Regions from separate parts of the Ovis aries genome. Here region 1 is linked to region 2. The links are chromatin contacts, called in public Hi-C maps. All regions are on one chromosome and are shown on one strand. Each heading gives the region's core, a stretch centred on a gene start, on an enhancer-like site or on the middle of the called end of the contact. The rest is flanking DNA. Distances are from core to core; before and after follow the strand shown. Region 1 holds the start of ITM2B (integral membrane protein 2B). Region 2 holds the start of NUDT15 (nudix hydrolase 15).

What was found. A called contact is a pair of places that touch in the nucleus more often than the background predicts.
Region 1: a Hi-C map of liver shows a contact between it and region 2, with 4 times the contacts expected there. The contact joins the promoter of ITM2B here to the promoter of NUDT15 in region 2. A contact is called at or near these places in 2 of 16 Hi-C or Micro-C datasets (liver and muscle).

What each region holds. Positions count from the first base shown.
Region 1 is chr10:18,372,524-18,375,249 of ARS-UI_Ramb_v3.0, forward strand. ITM2B (integral membrane protein 2B) reads left to right here and starts at 1,460. Exons shown (of 6, transcript NM_001134304.1): 1 at 1,460-1,576. The coding sequence starts at 1,460.
Region 2 is chr10:18,225,132-18,227,831 of ARS-UI_Ramb_v3.0, forward strand. NUDT15 (nudix hydrolase 15) reads left to right here and starts at 1,371. Exons shown (of 3, transcript XM_012184994.4): 1 at 1,371-1,539. The coding sequence starts at 1,382.

The DNA.
Region 1 (2,726 bases), core at 210-2,709, 150 kb after region 2:
TGCAGGAGTTGTAGGAGACCACAACTTCCATCCCTGGATTGGGAAGATCCCCTGGAGGAGAACATGGCAACCCACTCCAGTATTCTTGCCTGAAGAACCTCATGGACAGAGGAGCCTGGTGGGCTACAGTCCATAGCCATGCAAAGAGATACATCTGAAGGGACTTAGCACTCAGGCATGGTGGGATTCTGTGGAGAGTCTAAGAGACTTAAACCCCCTCCTTGAACAGAACCAAATTCCCCAGAACCTCACACTCAACCCACTTTCTTCATGGTTGACTCAGAGCAGAGCTGACACAGCTGAAACATTCTAGAGTACGCCCACATCTCTGGCTTAATGTGGACAGAATGGAGTGGAACAAGGATTCAAGATCAATCATTCATCCAAAGGGTCATCTGTTGACCGTCATTAACTCAGTATCACTGCAGGCCCGTATCCTCTCTCGAATTAGTGGTAAATGAGATCTCTTCAAAACAAAATTTTGCTTTATCCATAATTTTTTTTTAATTTCGTAGAAAGCCGCTAAAGACTCATCAGCGAATATGAATCACAAATCAGCCCCGTGTTCATGTGGGTTCTGTCCAAGTCTACACAAGAGGGGAACATTTTGTTTTAGAAATGTGAGATGTATGAAATACAAATCTGCCAAGAACCTTCCTCTGAATTGCTTTGGGACTAGGCAGGGCAGCCTGGGACCTTGCGAGGGCGGCGCGGGGGGAGAAAACAAGGCAAGTGTGAGTCAGGTAACGCCCTTGGGTGGGGTCCGGGAAAGATAAAGAAGTGAGATCACAAGGATAGAGAGCACTGAATATTTGTGTTCCACTGAGTCGGATCCATAGTAAAGTTAGACAGTGGAGGTATGGAGGCCCCCAGAGTCCACAGCCTTTAGGTTTTCGGTGGGGGCAGCAGGCAGGGAAGGGTCGACCTGGTTCTGCCAGAGGTTAACGCACGGTCCAGGCGGACCCAGGAAAGTTCACCTAATTTTGCTAAAAAGCTGCAATCCTGTGCGCGGCGGTAAACAGGGTTGGAAGCGAAATCGGAACTGCAAAATCCAGGCCCTCGCACAAGAGCACCCCTCTTTCCTTCCCTGCCCGATCCCCTCCTCCCATCCGGGATGAGGGCAGGGCTCGCCGCCCCCCCCCGCAATCGGTTGCTCACTCTGGGTTCAGACTGCGGGACCCCGCCCATCTGGCCTCCGGCCCCGCCCCCGACCCCGCCCACCCGGATCGGCCCGCCCCCGGCGGGGAGCCAGCCGTCTCCGCCCTCGCCCCCGAGCTGCGAGGCTGCAGGACTGGTGCCGCAGTCGCCGCCTCGGCCACCGCGCAGCTGCCGGTCCACCTCCGCCACCGCTTAGCCGCGCTCGGAGCCCGGCCGAGGAGGCTGCCACCGCCGCCAGGAGCCCGCAGCCCGCGCCTCAAGCCCGCCGCCGCCGCCCTCCGAGGGCGCCCCAGGCCGCGCCATGGTGAAGGTGACGTTCAACTCGGCTCTGGCCCAGAAGGAGGCCAAGAAGGACGAGTCCAAGAGCGGCGAGGAGGCGCTCATCATCCCTCCGGACGCCGTTGCCGTGGACTGCAAGGTCCGAGGGCCGGGGCTCGGGGAAGTGGGCCCGCTGGGGCCCCGGGAGAGCTGCGCGGGGCTAGGGCGGCTGTGCGCCCCGGGACAGCGCGGGGCGCGCGCGGGACGGGGGTCCGTGAGAGGGCCGAGTACTCCCTTTTCTCGGGCTGCTCCCCGTTCTTGTCCGGCGCAGCTTCTTTGTAAGAAAGTGCGTGTACAGAAAGCGGTGCCCGGCGCGGAATCGGGGGCTTGGGGGCCTCCGGGGGAGGAGGATTGGAGAACCGGGCCGAGTGCACGGTGCTTGGTGCAGTCGAGGAATGTGCGTGGAGCCGTGCCGGGGTTCGTTCCACCTGGAGATCGGCGGCGACATGCAAAACGACAAAACAACAACAAGAGTTTGGCACGTCCTCCCAGTATAAATAATGTCCCTAAGATGGCTGACATCATTACAAGCCTAAACCGCAGTTGCTTCCTTACTTTCGTTTCCAGGCTGAACTGCACTGGAACTAAGTCCGGCTCCTGTAAGCCTCTTAATTTTAAAAGCGTTTTTTTTTTCTTTAACCTTCTCTTTTTCCACGGCCCTTTGGTAGCGGCAGGTGAACTTCGCCGTGGGGTCTGGAGAAGGAGGGAGCGGGCGAGGGGAGAAGGCAAGGTGATGGTCTGCTCAGAATAGATTCTGGCTGTTCATTTTATAACTGAAATATTCCCGGTAAAGGTTACTGATTACTATCTGGATGTTAGTGTAAAACCGACAGTTCACTTTTAAATTATATCAGCAACTTTACGAGAACCCCTTAAGCTAAGTGAAACTAAACAAACTTGTCCTAAGTCTCTTTCAAAATTGTCCTTCATCCCTTTTAAAATTGTCCTCGGTCCCTTCAACAACTTTTCTTTATTTTACAAAATCCCCCTTTTAGCCCTAAGCAGAAATCCAGAGAGGAACTATTATCGTGCTACAGTAATAGTCGTTTAGGATGTGATTGTCTCAGAAGTTGAATAAACAGGAAAGGTTCACAACCTTTCTACCAGATCTTCTTCAGGCTGCAAAAATTTAATTCTATAGAAATTAGTTGTAGAATTATTTATGTTCCTAACTTTTAATTTTTTTGTTAGCATTTTTCAAGACCTGCCGTAAGTAGGGTAAACTTAGTTTTAACTTAAAAAAAAAACCC
Region 2 (2,700 bases), core at 121-2,620:
AAATAAATAAATATTTTTAAAAACCCATATAACACAAAATGTATCATCTCAACCATTTTTAAGCATATAGTTCAGTAAGTGGCACCCTTTAATGGTTCCCGTTGGCTTGTTTCTTAAATCTTGAATGAGTACTGAACTTTATCAGATTTTTTCCTGCATCTATTAACATGATTATATGTTTCCTTTTTTGCCTTTTTTAGAATGGTGAATTACATTCAGTTTTCAAATATTAAGCCAGACTTGTATTTCTGGAAATAACCTCATTTAGTCATGATATATCAATAGTCTCCTTTTCATATGTTGCCAATTTTATTTGGGAAAGCATCACAGAGTATCTTTATGGACACAACACACTGAAGGCTGCTGAATTTCTGGGTGGAAGGAGAGATGCTTTAAAAATGTTTAATCAGTTCATTTACCATAACATGCAGTGTAAGCATATTACTTAAAAATATGTAAGCAAGGGTCAGAAATAACAGCTCAGAATTAAAAGTGAATGGAAGCAGGAGTAGAAAATGAGGTTATTCTTCCACTTTTTGTACCACCTGTTAAAATTATGTGCACATTATTTTAGAAGTAAAACAATTTAAATTAAAGAAAAAGATCCTCTCCAACCAGAAACCAAACAACTCTGATTCAGCTGAGATTTTTTTTATTGGTGCATGCCATGCAAACTGGAAAGGTAAATAGAAAACTAATTTGTCCCAGCATAACTGATTAAGTAGTCCTTAATTTTCTTCCCATGATTTAATACTCTTGTATCACGGTGTTTCTGTATTATTTGTCCTTGTTCGAATACTACACTGATTAGAAATACAGTAGCATGAGTCTGGGCTTCCACAGTAAAAGAATCCGTCTGCAGTGTGGGAGACTGGGTTCGACCCCTGGGTTGGGAAGATCCCCTGGAGGAGGGCATGGCAACCCACTCCAGTATTCCTCCCTGGAGAAACCCACGGACAGGGCTACAGTCCAGGGGTCGCAGAGTCGGACACGACTGAGCGATTAAACATAGCATGAGTTAACTGTAGTGAAGCTCATTAAAAAAAAAAAAAAAGGATGTGCAAAGGCACAGAGGTTTATAAAAAAGTAGGTGGCTGGTAAGCACGAGGAGGAATCTGAGAGTAGATAAATGCACGTTGAAACATCCACAGTAAACGGCACTCGCTTAAACGAAAAACTCCGACCGCGCAGTCCCCTGGGAGGAAACAAATATCACAATTTGAAAGCCGTAAATGAAGCAGACACATAAAGACGCAAACCGCCGAGGCCAGGTTTGCAGGCCCTCACCTGCTCAGGCTGATTGGCAGCGGCCGCGGGGGCGGGGGCGGGGAGGGGGGCCGAACGTCACTTCCCGTCGCGGCCGGCCTGGTCCTCTCGCGCGATGACGGCCAGCGTGGAGCCGCGGGGGCGGCGCCCGGGGGTCGGAGTGGGCGTCGTGGTGACCAGCGGCAGGCATCCGCGCTGCGTCCTCTTGGGAAGGAGGAAAGGGTCGTTCGGAGCCGGTAGTTTCCAGCTTCCCGGGGGCCACTTGGAGTTCGGGTAAGCAGCCGCCTGACTGACTGGGAAAACGGAACGGGCGCGCAAAGGACGACGTCGCCTCCTGCGTGCATCTGTGCGTGCGTGCGCGCTGACGCTGCGTCCTTTCTCGCGCGCTTGTCTTTCTCGCCTGAGGCCGGCAGGGGGTGCTGCTCTGCGCGAGGCGGACGCAGGAGTCGCCACGTCCGCGTGCGAGCTGCCCTCCAGGGGTCAGCTCTTCTCGAGCCCTGACGCGGCTGGTTGGTGTGAGCTGTCTTTTTCCTGCTGCTTGCGCTAGAAAGGCCGGAAGTGCGTATTTACAGGCCTCGAATAGTGTAGTTGTCCCTTCAGACGTTTGCACGGTTTGCTGGAGATTTAAACGCAGGCGGTATGTTATTTTCCTGCTTCCGTAAGTCTCGTAGCGCTCTAACCAGGCGAATGGTTGACGGAAACCCTGGGCCTCTCTGCCTCCCTCGTTAAAACGGGGAAATCGCCCGAAGTACTCCCTATGGTCTCCTTCTCTGCTTTGACTTTCTGTGAATTGAGGTGTCAGACCGACAGAGAAAGTTTGGTTCTACACAGGGGTGAAGAAAGGCTGAGAGTGACCTAGAAGGTGGGTTCACCCGGGCTCTTGGACTCTTTAATCGATAGAAATTGGTAAGATGCCAGAGGAGGAATTTAGGCAGAGCTTTGTCCGGGCTCATGCTGTAGCCGGAGGGAGGGAGCGAGAACAAGAAACAGGTGCCCTTGCTCGCTCTCCTGGAGCGGGAGGTGGTGGTGAGCTGGTTTCTTAAATGGAGTGGGGCGTGGGCACGGATCTGCAGGTTGCGCGGAAGGTGCAGCTTAGGTGGTCTGCCTGCTCCCTTGGTTCTGTGCACGGAAATCATGCCTGGTAACCCTGCTTCGCTCTGAAGTGAAGTGAAGTCGCTCAGTCGTGTCCGACTCTTTTCGATCCCATGGACTGTAGCCTACCAGGCTTCTCCATCCATGGGATTTTCCAGGCAATAGTACTGAGCAGCTCACAAATGGCTGTAGGTCTGTGGCCTTTTTTGTAGTTTGCCTTTAATTTCCCCAACTGTGCATGCGTTATTTTTAGTCACTAACTTTGTCCAGGTGCGAGCACCCCGGGAAAGGGTTCCATCCTATCTCAAAGTGAGAATAAGGATGACGTCTGCTGCAGATAAA